Regions from separate parts of the Mus musculus genome. Here region 1 is linked to region 2. Evidence: chromatin contacts called from public HiChIP or PLAC-seq data. All regions are on one chromosome and are shown on one strand. Each heading gives the region's core, a stretch centred on a gene start, on an enhancer-like site or on the middle of the called end of the contact. The rest is flanking DNA. Distances are from core to core; before and after follow the strand shown.

Region 1 (6,569 bases), core at 519-3,018, 180 kb after region 2:
TTCATGAAGTAAAAAAATGAATTTTTGTTGGTAATTAAATAGAAAAGTCAGATCATCAAACAAAAATATTACTGCCCCTACATAGGCATATATACATATGCATATAGACAGTAATCGTAGATCCAGATCCAGATATGCTAGCACCAATTGTCACACTTTTATTCATGTGTTTATATATGTATGCAAGATGAATATTCTTATGTAGACAAAGCTAATCTTAGAATTTCCATCTCAGATTACCCTACTGTCCTATTCACCAATGGTTGTGATTATAATCATCTGCCATCATGTCCTGCCCAAATCTTTGGACCTCTTTGAAGAAATATTCTGTATATCATTTTACAAATGTATTTTGATTTCTTCTCAGAGAGTATTTGTAGAAAATATTGCTTCTTACATCAGTCCATTCATTTCTTCCTCAAGTATAAAGACTGTAGCCATTCAGTGACGAATGAGAAAACATGGGAAAGCATAAAAAGTCAAATTTCCACTGGAAACAAACTTGAGAGTATGTTGTGTGGATCTATTTAGACTTTTATCTAGAGGAAATCTTGTCTTTAAATAAAAGTGATATTTTTTCCTGGATCTGTAGGACAGTGTTTCCTTCTGTTGACACCTATTCAGGTAATGCTCCAAGCCACTGAAACCACATGTACACTAGTCATCCATACCATGTCCCACTAAAGCAATGAACTCTTGTCTATATGTTTCCACATGTTGGTTCCATGACTGATTGCCAAAAGAAATAGTATTGGATAATAGGAAGGCTGTTTACAACCTTCTAGACATAAGGAACAAAGTCAGTGTACCTTAAAGGCCAGATAATATCCCTCTGTATCACAGAGTCTGAAGAAGTGAGACTTTGGTGCTTGTTCAATCATTCATATCTGTTCACATGAGAGTTTTGTGCTCTACCCAAGTTGCTTACTCCTTTGTGCTCTGATAGCACACATGACCACCACTGTCTGGTCACAAAGATCTTTGGGCCATGAACTTCCAGGATTTGAGTATTCATTATTGAGCTTGGTATATGGAGACAGCCAAAGTGTAGCATCACAAAGAATGTGAATGAAAGTGGGGATGAGGTACAAAGGGGCTCTGTTGCCCCTAACATTGAGATGCACAACCTCTCATCTACACTTTCAAAACTGGTCCCTGCCCCTCCAATGACACACCTGCCCCTACTGGCCATGCCTTGCTGGTCATGGACTTGGTTTCACTTCCTTTTATTTCTCTTTTTCTGTGATCATGAGTTTTTGTTTCAGCTATCACAGATCTAATTTTAGCTTGTGGATTCTCAAGGGTGGCCAGCTGCAGTCATAGTGGGCTCAGTAAAGCAGCTAGGTTCATCTCTCTGCCCCAACCTACTCCACAGAGCTTGTAATGTCTTCTTACTATTACTATATGCCAAACTTCAAACATTGCTGCTTTACCAAGTGAAGAACCTATATTCCTGGCCAACTCTATCATATAGGAAATCAATTGTTTCCCAGTAGTGTACACTTATGACTCAACTGCTCATTGGTCAGATGGAATGTGAAGCTCTAGGGAAGGGTTGTTACCTTTATAGGGCAGGCCTATGCAATATCTCAGGAGATGATAGTGGTAGCTGAAGATTACTGAGTATCCCCACTGCCCAGGGATACTCTAGGCTCCTGTTCAATTAATCTATGACTCCACACTTTCCTGGACAGATTGATACTCACCCCCTAGTACAGACAGGGAAACCACAGAGGGGAAGTTAATTTCTCAGGGTGCAGTTCTGATAAAGATTGAGCAAGTAGCATCTATTCCTGTATAACAACTCGAGTATTCTTCAAAACAAGGAGATATCTAGGCTCTGTTAGACTCTTTAATGCTGTCTATCCACACTCTTAGTTTTTGGTAGATGGTTGATAATAGTACCTGTATGTCAGCTTATCCTCATTGTCAGCTCTCATTGCTGGTTGATTTTTTGCATTCCTCAAGATGAGACTGGCATGATGAATAGAAATCCCTCTATATGAGAGTGTCCATTGCCTGGAAGGAGGCAGCACTCCACACAGTGTGAGCACAGGCAGGTGCCTTACTGTGACGAACATGTTTCCCTGTTTCATGATGAAAGGCTCTGGACTAAGTTAAGTTAGATAGGAGCCCATTCTACCTGATTCTGGAGATTTCACTGCAGTGGAATGAAGGTCCTAGGTATTGGTTTCACAGGATTACTAAATGCCTGTTCTGATTTTGAATGTTACCAAGTTTTGTAAATGGCATAGAAGACAGTAAAGCTCAAGACATTGACACCTTTCAAATTGGTACATATGGCCAGAATGAGCTTTTTATTCCTTCTATTCCAGGCCTGGTGATCTAGGCCCTGGTGTCATAAATCTCCTGAGCTGTAAGATTTGTGAACCTCTAGTTAAAGTCCCAAATTAGAAGTTACATTCAAAGTTTATTCCTCATACAAACCTCTTACTTCAGACTCTGCTCTGGAACTGCCTCAAATTATCTGTTGTTATTGTAAAAATGGCTATATTGCCAAAAGCAATCTACAGATTCAATGCAATCCCCATCAAAATTCCAACTCAATTCTTCAATGAATTAGAAAGAGCAATCTGCAAATTCATCTGGAATAACAAAAAACCTAAGATAGCAAAAACTCTTCTCAAGGATAAAAGAACCTCTGGTGAAATCACGATGCCTGACCTAAAGGTTTACTACAGAGCAATTGTGATAAAAACTGCATGGAACTGGTATACTGACAGACAAGTAGACCAATGGAATAGAATTGAAGACCCAGAAATGAACCCACACACCTATGGTCACTTGATCTTTGAAAAGGGAGCTAAAACCATCCATTGGAAAAAAAGAGCATTTTCAACAAATGGTGCTGTCACAACTGGTGGTTATCATGTAGAAGAATGTGAATTGATCCATTCCTATCTCCTTGTACTAAGGTCAAATCTAAGTGGATCGAGGAGCTCCACATAAAACCAGAGACACTGAAACTTATAGAGGAGAAAGTGGGGAAAAGCCTCGAAGATATGGGCACAGGGGAAAAATTCCTGAATAGAACAGCAATGGCTTGTGCTGTAAGATCGAGAATTGACAAATGGGACCTCATGAAACTGCAAAGCTTCTGTAAGCCAAAAGACACCATCAATAAGACAAAAAGGCCTCCAACAGATTGGGAAAGGATCTTTACTTATCCTAAATCAGATAGAGGACTAATATCCAATATATATAAAGAACTCAAGAAGGTGGACTCCAGAAAATCAAATAACCCCATTAAAAAATGGGGCTCAGAGGTAAACAAAGATATCTCACTTAAGGAATACCAAATGGCTGAGAAACAACTGAAAAAATGTTCAGCATCCTTAATCATCAGGGAAATGCAAATCAAAACAACCCTGAGATTGCATCTCACACCAGTCAGAATGGCTAAGATCAAAAATTCAGGTGACAGCAGATGCTTGCGAGGATGTGGAGAAAGAGGAACACTCCTCCACTCTTGGTGGGATTGCAAGCTTTTACAACCACTCTGGAAATCAGTCTGGCGGTTTCTCAGAATTGGACATGGTACTACCAGAGGATCCCACAATACCTCTCCTGGGCATATATCCAGAAGATGTTCCAACTAATAAGAAAGAAACATGCTCCACTATGTGTATAGCAGCCTTATTTATAATAGCCAGAAGCTGGAAAGAACCCAGAAGCCCTTCAACAGTGGAATGGATACAAAAAAATGTGGTACATTTACACAATGGAGTACTACTCAGCTATTAAGAAGAATGAATTCATGAAATTCCTAGGCAAATGTCTGATCCCTTCCACATAAAGTCTGCTCTTGGATGCCTCAGGGCACACAGGATTTCTGAGTTTGTTGGGGATTTCTCTACAAATTTCCTTTGTTTGCTGCACAGATCAGGGCATAACTTTGGGGGATGTGGACAATAGCCTTCCCTTAGTCACTGACCAGCTTTTTTGACCCCTGTATCTTCTTTAGTCTTTTTTTTTTTACTTAGACTTTTTAATAAGTCTAAATGCAGATAATTATTTTATACTAAAATTTTTAGAAAATCTGGATAAAATTTTCATCTCTATATTGTATAATACTTCTGAAATTTGTAAATGGACAGAAAATACAATGTGATCTTATAATTAAAAATTTAAAATTTCAAAGTTATTGTGTTAGCTCAATGTTTTATATTTTTTCTTACTAGAATTCCTTTCATTTTTTTCTTTTTTAATATTTTTTATTAGGTATTTTCCTCATTTACATTTCCAATGCTATCCCAAAAGTCCCCCATACCCTCCCCCCGACTCCCCTACCCACCCACTCCCACTTTTTGGCCCTGGCGTTCCCCTGTACTGAGGCATATAAAGTTTTCATGATCAATGAGCCTCTCTTTCCACTGATGGCCGACTAGGCCATCTTCTGAAACATATGCAGCTAGAGACAAGAGCTCTGGGGTACTGGTTCGTTCATATTGTTCCACCTATAGGGTTGCAGATCCCTTTAGCTCCTTGGGTATTTTCTCTAGCTCCTCCATTGGGGGCCCTGAGATCCATCCAATAGCTGACTGTGAGCATCCACTTCTGTGTTTGCTAGGCCCCAGCATAATCTCACAAGAGACAGCTATATCAGAGGACAGCACTAGACAGGTGAAAATAGGAGGACTGCCAATTTGAAACATGTCAGGGATTCATGTGACTCCCAAGAACAGGAACAAAGAAATGGAGCCAGTACAGAAGGCATAAAACAGAATTTCAAAAAAAAAATCAAGTTTTTTTTTTTTTTTTTTTTTTGTCTATCCTTTTGTCTTAGATCCCAACTTTGTCTCTGTAACTCCTTCCATGAGTATTTTGTTCCCTATTCTAAGGAGGAATGAAGTATCCACACATTGGTCTTCCTTCTTGATTTTCTTGTGTTTTGCAAATTGTATCTTGGGTATTCTAAGTTTCTGGGCTAATGTTCACTTATCAGTGAGTGCATATCAAGTGACATCTTTTGTGATTGGGTTACCTCACTCAGGATGATATCCTCCAGGTACATCCATTTGTCCAAGAATTTCATAAATTCATTGTTTTTAATAGCTGAGTAGTACTCCATTGTGTAAATGTACCACATTTTCTGTATCCATTCCTCTGTTGATGGACATCTGGGTTCTTTTCAGCTTCGGGCTATTATAAATAAGGCTGCTATGAACATAGTGGAGCATGTGTCCTTATTACCAGTTAAAACATCTTTAGGGTATATGCCCAGGAGAGGAAGTACGGGACTACCCCACCCGGGGATCCATCCCATAATCAGCCACCAAACGCAGACACCATTGCACATGCCAGGTAGATTTTGCTGAAAGGACCCTGATATAGCTGTCTTGTGTGAGGCTATGCCAGTGACTGGCAAATACAGAAGTGAATGCTCACAGTCATCTATTGGTTGGAACACAGGGACCCTAGTGGAGGAGCTAGAGAAAGTATCCAACAAGCTGAAGGGGTCTGCAACCCTATAGGTGGAACAACACTATAAACTAACCAGTACCCCCAGAGCTCGTGTCTCTAGCTGCATATGTAGCAGAAGATGGACTAGTCGGCCATCACTGGGAGGAGAGGCCCCTTGATCTTGCAAAGTTTATATGCCCCAGTACAGGGGAACACCAGGGCCAAGAAGTGGGAGTGGGTGGGTAGGGTAGAAGAATGTGGGGAGAAGGTATAGGGGATCTTCAGGATAGCATTTAAAATGTAAATGAAGAAAATATCTAATAAAAATTGAAAAAAAAGAGGTTTGGTTTTTTTTGTTTTGTTTTGTTTTGTTTTGTTATAATGCTTAAAGGCCAGTAGGCCTCGGTGGTTCTATAAAAAGCTTATGTGGACTTGCTAGAAAAATTAATGTTTGTAGTCCTCATTGACAATGTGACTTTTCAGGAAAACTCAAACAAGTGTGAACCTGACCATGTTACTGTACATTGTGTTCCTGTACTTGTGTTTCCAAGCCTTGTCTGAAATTCCTCAACGTAGTTACACAGGAGTTTGATTTCCCTATATCACCTCACAGAGAACCTCATGTGCAATCTTTGAAATATCTGGTTCTTAGGGCTTTTGTACAAATGTTGGGAATGATATTGATGCTGTCCAGAGGTGCAGATATGGGTCCTTTTCCTCTGCTAATTAAAGAATTAATCACCAGAAATATTGTTACCAGGAATATTGAGTAATCCCAGGAGAGATATATGACACTGGGAAATTGGGGTCCCCTCTTTGGGTTCTTAGATGTATTACTTATAATATTTAATAATAGGCACAAACAGAAACTTGAGAGTATATTAGAATTTAAAAGGAACCCTACTGTAGAGAATATAGCCTAAGGTTTGGGTGAAACCTCAAGCACCTGGACAGCAGTCAGGATGACACTGGCCATCGAAGATATAGCTTGGTATTTCTGGCTGTGCACAATGTGAAGTTACTTTCAGAAGTAACTGGAAGCTTGATTCGTCAAAAATAAGAGAAATTAGGATGAGGCAATATGAAGCCAAGTTGGCATTTACTGATGATAATCATCTGTATATCTTGAAGGTGCCTGAAGGAAA
Region 2 (6,140 bases), core at 2,152-4,651:
ATATCGAATAAAATCGACTTCCAACCCAAAGTTATCAAAAAAGACAAGGAGGGGCACTTCATACTCATCAAAGGTAAAATTTACCAAGATGAACTCTCAATTCTGAATATCTATGCTCCAAATAAAAGGGCAGCCACATTAATTAAAGAAACTTTAGTAAAGCTCAAAGCACACATTGCACCTTACATAATAATAGTGGAAGACTTCAACACCCCTCTCTCACCAATGGACAGATTCTGAAAACAGAAACTAAACAGAGACACATGGACACTAACAGAAGTTAGGAAAAAATGGATTTAATTGATATCTACAGAACATTTTATCCTAAAACAAAAGGATATACCTTCTTCTCAGTGCCACATGGTACCTCCTCCAAAATTAATATAGTAAAAATGACTATCCTGCTGAAATCAATCTACAGATTCAATGCAATCCCCATCAAAATTCCAACTCTGTTCTTCACTGAGATAGAAAGGGCAATTTGCAAATTCATCTGGAAAAATAAAAAAACCTAGGGTAGCAAAAACTATTCTCAACAATAAAAGAACCTCTGGTGGAATAACCATGCCTGACCTCAAGCTGTACTACAGAGCAATTGTGATAAAAACTGCATGGTACTGGTACAGTGACAAGACAGGTAGATCAGTGGAATAGAATTGAAGACCCAGAAATGAATCCATGCAGCTATGGTCACTTTAACTTTGACAAGGGAGCTAAAACCATCCAATGGAAAAAAGACTGCATTTTCAACAAATGGTGCTGGCACAACTGGCAGTTATCATGTAGAAGAATGCGAATTGATCCATTCTTATCTTCTTGTACAAAGCTCTAGTCTAAGTGGATCAAAGACCTCCACATAAGACCAGAGACACTGAAGTTAATAGAGGAGAAAGTAGGGAAAAACCTCGAAGATATAGGCACAGGGGAAAAATTCCTAAACAGAACAGCAATGGCTTGCTCTGTAAGATCAAGAACTGACAAATGGGACCTCATAAAATTGCAAAGCTTCTGTAAGGTAAAAGACACTGTCAATATGACAAAAAGGCCACCAACAGATTGGGAAAGGATTTTTACCAATCCCAAATCTGATAGGGGACTAATATCCAATATATACAAAGAGCTCAAGAAGCCGGACTCCAGAAATTCAAATAACCCCATTAAAAATGGGGTTCAGAGCTAAACAAAGAATTCTCAACTGAGGAATACCAAATGGCTGAGAAGCACCTGAAAAAATGTTCAACATTCTTAATCATTAGGGAAATGCAAATCAAAACACCCCTGAGATTCCACCTCATACCAGTCAGAATGGCTAAGATCAAAAATTCAGGTGACAGCAGATCCTGGCGAGGATGTGGAGAAGGAGGAACACTCCTCCACTGCTGGTGGGTTGTTACTTTGTATAACCACTCTGGAAATAAGTCTGGCAGTTCCTCAGAACATTGGGCATAATACTACCAGAAGATCCAGCAATACCTCTCCTGTGCATATACCCAGAAGAAGTTCAAAGTGGTAACAAAAACACATGGTCCACTATGTTTATAGCAGCCTTATTTATAATAGCTAGAAGCTGGAAAGAACCCAGATGTCCCTCAAGAGAAGAATGGATACAGAAAACATGGTACATTTACACAATGAGTACTACTCAGCTATTAAAACAATGGATTTTTGAAATTCTTGGACATATGGATGTATTTGGAGGAAATCATCCTTAGTGAGGTAACCCAATCACAAAAGAAGTCATTAGATATGCACTCACTGATAAGTGGATATTAACCCAGAAACATAGAACACCCCAGATACAATTTGCAAAACAGAAGAAAATCAAGAAGAGGGAAGACCAATGGGTGGATTCTTCATTCCTCCTTACAATAGGGAACAAAATACCCATGAAAGGAGTTACAGAGACAAAGTTTGGAGGTAAGATGAAAGGATGGACTATCCAGAGACTACCCTACCAGGGGATCCATCCCATAATTAGCCACCAAACCCAGACACTATTGCATATGCCAGCAAAATTTCACTGAAGGGACCCTGTTATAGCTGTCTCATACGAGGCTATGCCTGTGCCTGGCAAATACAGAAGTGGATGCTCACAGTCATCTATAAGATGGGACAGAGGGCCCCCAAATGGAGAAGCTAGAGAGAGCACCCAAGGAGCTGAAGGGGTCTGCAACTGTCTAAGTGGAACAACAATAGGAACTAACCAATACCCTCAGAGCTCATATCTCTAGCTGCATATGTAGCAGAAGATGGCCTACTCGGCCATCACTGGAAAGAGTGGCCCCTTGGTAGTGCAGTCTTTATATGTCCCAGTACAGGGGAATGCCAGGGCCAAGAAGTGGGAGTGGGTAGGTAGGGGAGCAGGGCAGAGGGTGGATATAGGGAACTTTCAGGATAGCATTTGAAAAGTGTATAAATAAATAAATAAATTAAAAAAAGGAAAACATAAGCATTGCTAACAAACCCTTAGTCAACTTAGCTAAAGGAAGAAAGAAGACTTGAATTAATAAATTTGGATATAAAATACAGGCCATAGAAGATGGATCATTCCATTCAGGAAATAATAAGGATGTGGATTAAATACCTATATTAGACAATATTAGAATTCCTAATATGTGTGGGAAATTTTCATGTTGCCTATAATACATTAAATACAAAATAAATAATTTTAAATCAAAGGAAAGAGCTACATGTCTCACACATTAAAAAACCAAGGACCAGATGAATTCACCATAGAATTTTAACAGAATTTCCAAGAAATAACAACAATACTTATCTTATTCCATAAAATACACAAGAGAGGAGTGATTGCACTTTATTATGATGGTTCCACCATTGCTTTCATACAACGAATAAAGACACCATTTAAAAAGAAAATTACAAATGGATCTTCCTGATGTACAAAGATGCAAAAATCCTCAATAGACAGCTGGTAACACAAATTCAAGATTATATCAATATGAGCATTCATTATGACCTAGCTGGCTCCACTTTTGAAATAAAGAGATCTTTATAATATGCATATATATGATATATATGTACCATATATAGTATATGTATATGTGTGTGTGATTATGAGTCAGCTTGGGAAATAAATGCTGATAAAATAAGTACACAGCAGGGGAACGCCAGGGCCAAAAAATGGGAATGGGTGGGTAGGGGAGTGGGGGGGGGGGAGGGTGTGGGGGACTTTTGGGATAGCATTGGAAATGTAATTGAGGAAAATACGTAATAAAAAAAAATATGTAGGCAGTTGTTAAATGAATGAAACACCCCAACCCTGAGAATAATGGAGCCACCAGAGGGTGCTGTGAAGCTTCTCAGAAGTCTTCAGAGATCTCACATGTTCAAATTCCTTGCACCATGTACAGCTGCTCACTGGACCTTTACAGTGCTACAGCAATTGCATCCTGCCAGGGGGCAAATGCACAGCACAGAACACAGGGTGTCCCTTTATCTACCTCTGACAATGTAACTGCTCTGAGGGCTGAGGACCATGTGGTGGAAGGATTCACAGCTCATGTTTGCCTATGGTGCACACATGAAATCCACTGCATTAAGATTTCACAGGGAAGAGCACTCTTGGTTGTGATACGTTAGAGAATTATACATAGCATATCAGTAAGTATCACACAACTTAGAAATTAGACTGTGGATGTTTGATCAGGTGAGTTGCATGCAGAATGAACATAGCCTGTTGGCCATGGTGACTGTGTGCCTTGTAACCAGCAGGGGGCACTGTGAGGCAGTCTATGTTTACAGTAAACTAATTTACTGAAAGGAACCTTGCTATAGAAAAGATGCCACCTGCTCACTGATTAGGAATCAGCATCTGAAACTTCCCTAGCCTGGAAGAGTCCTTGATGCATACCTTCTCTTTGCTCTGCAGGCAGTATCTCCTGACAGGCCCCCAGGATATAAATCAACCCCCCTCATCCTAAGTGTTTGTGAGTTGAGCATTAGCACTAAGGCTGGGGGAGGAGCAGAGGTAATCATGAATGGAATCACATTGCAGGAAAGCCTCTGGGTCTGGCATGAGGAAGAGATACAATGAGAACCTAGGCAGGACCTCCCCATTCTAAAGGTTAGGATCAGTGTCCCCCATGCTGTGGTGTATATTTGCCCTTCTTCCTGCTCTTCCCTCAAGTCACAGGTAGGGATGTACACCAGCTCATCTCCATTTCTACTCCATGTTCCAGACCCTGACCAGCAATCCATGGGAACATCTACTGTGGTCCCCACTACACTTATTGTTTCCATGCTCCCTCTGCTAAGCTGTGCTGACTCAGCTGCCCTCATTGTTTATCTTCTGGAGCATTTGCCACACTCATTAGCAGCATGGGCAGTGGCTTCACTATGGGAACTCTGCTTCTCTGCTTTCAGTAGAACCCAGGGAGATTTCCCTAAAATCTCATGAACAGCTATACAAATTTCCCATGCTTCCTCAGGGGGCTTCTGTCAATACTTGGATCCCAAGTGCCCTCAGAATATACAGGCATATTGTTTCTGGGATACAGCTGAGAATTATTACCGTATTATGTGTCATGCAAATGGGGCAAGGCAGTTCACTGTTTTAGTCAGTGCAAAAGATGAGAAGAAAAATCTTAGGTTTACATACCCATTGTTTCTTGACCACCATGTACTAAAAAATTTCCAAATGGAAAATCTATAGTAGTATTAAAAAGTCTGTGAATAAGGAAAGAGATATGAAATTATTTTTCCTATAAAAAAGATATAACAGATATTCCCAGGAAGACATGGAAAGATGTCTTAATTGAGTCCAAGGGCATATGTCATTTTTGTATGAAGCCAGTAGCTAGAGTGTCTACCATTATCACTATCATGGTAAAGGCTGGACGCAGGGTCAGATCATATCCATGTGTTCATACCAAAGTCAAATTTAACTCCCCAAACCATAGCTATTCTGAAATTTGCCTTCTCCATCTCTTCTGTCTGGATCCAATGCATTTCTTTTTATATTCCAAGTAAGCCTGTTTCTTATTTTAACTCTTAAGTTTTTCTCTCTGTGTCTGGATTTTAGTATTACTCAATAAAGGTGGTCTCTTCTTCATAGTAAGAGGCCCTCATGTATTTTCCTGGGATTCACTCAGGGCTTTCCTGGCTATAATTCCAATTCTAGTCATTGTCTTAGAAACAAACCGTATGAACCAGAAGCAGAAGCCATGGAATGTGCATTAAATTTTTTGATTTGATAGTCATATATTGAATAGGTATGGAGAGAGTGGGCAACCTTGCCTTGTTTTTGATTTTAGTGTAATTTGCATTGGTTTTCTCTCCATTTAAGTTGATATTGGCTATAGGCTTGCTGTAAACTGCCTTTATTATGTTGAGGTGTGTCCTTTGTATCCTTCATCTCTCCAGGACTTATATCATGAAGCGATGTTAGATTTTTTGTCAAAGGCCTTTCCTGCAACTAATGAGATATTCATGTGGTTTGAGTCATTCAATTTGTTTGTATGATGGCTTGCATTTATCTATTTATATGGGTCAGATAATCCCTGCATCTCTGAAATTTGATCAGGGTGGATGCTATTTTTCATGTGTTCTTCGATTTGTTTGTATTTATTGAAAAATTTTGCATTGATGTTCATAATGGAAATTGGTCTGTATTTCTTCTTTGTTGGTTTATTATCTGGTTTGAGTGTCAGGGTAACTAACTGGTTTTGTAAAATAAATTTAGCTTTGTTTCTTCTGGTTTTATTTTGTGTAATAATTTGAGGAGTTCTGGTATTAATTCTTTGAAAGTTGGTTTGAATTCTGGATTAAAGTCCTTTGCCTTGATATTTATTGGGGTGTTGGGAGACATTTATTGACTACTTATATTTCAATAGGTATTACAGATATGTTTAAATTGCTTATTTGATCTTGATTTAACTTTGACAATCTTAAGTGTTTGACAATCTTATGGATTTTCTCATCATAGATTGAGAAAGAAACACATTCCATGATTAAACACAGATGAGCTGTGCTCACCCCAGCAGAGATAATTCATTTCCCTACCTGTGGCTTTTCTGGCTCATACCCAGGAGGTACTAGCCATGTTCTACTGGGGTTACCCCACAATCATGACTCAGAGAATCTCTAGTCACAACCGAAGCTATCTGACCACTTAGAAGAGA

Evidence for each region. HiChIP or PLAC-seq counts read pairs in DNA pulled down with a chosen protein or histone mark.
Region 1: a CTCF HiChIP or PLAC-seq map of large pre-B cells shows a contact between it and region 2, with 6 times the contacts expected there. The contact joins two enhancer-like sites.

What each region holds. Positions count from the first base shown.
Region 1 is chr16:19,178,198-19,184,766 of GRCm38.p6, forward strand. It overlaps Igl. Among named protein-coding and RNA genes, the nearest start is that of Gm35545, 37 kb to the right of the region's middle. Within about 2 kb of position 1,769, at least 27 of the 459 cell types and tissues checked have an H3K27ac peak or open chromatin away from gene starts, as enhancers often do.
Region 2 is chr16:18,999,425-19,005,564 of GRCm38.p6, forward strand. No RefSeq gene overlaps it. Among named protein-coding and RNA genes, the nearest start is that of Hira, 130 kb to the left of the region's middle. Within about 2 kb of position 3,402, at least 18 of the 459 cell types and tissues checked have an H3K27ac peak or open chromatin away from gene starts, as enhancers often do.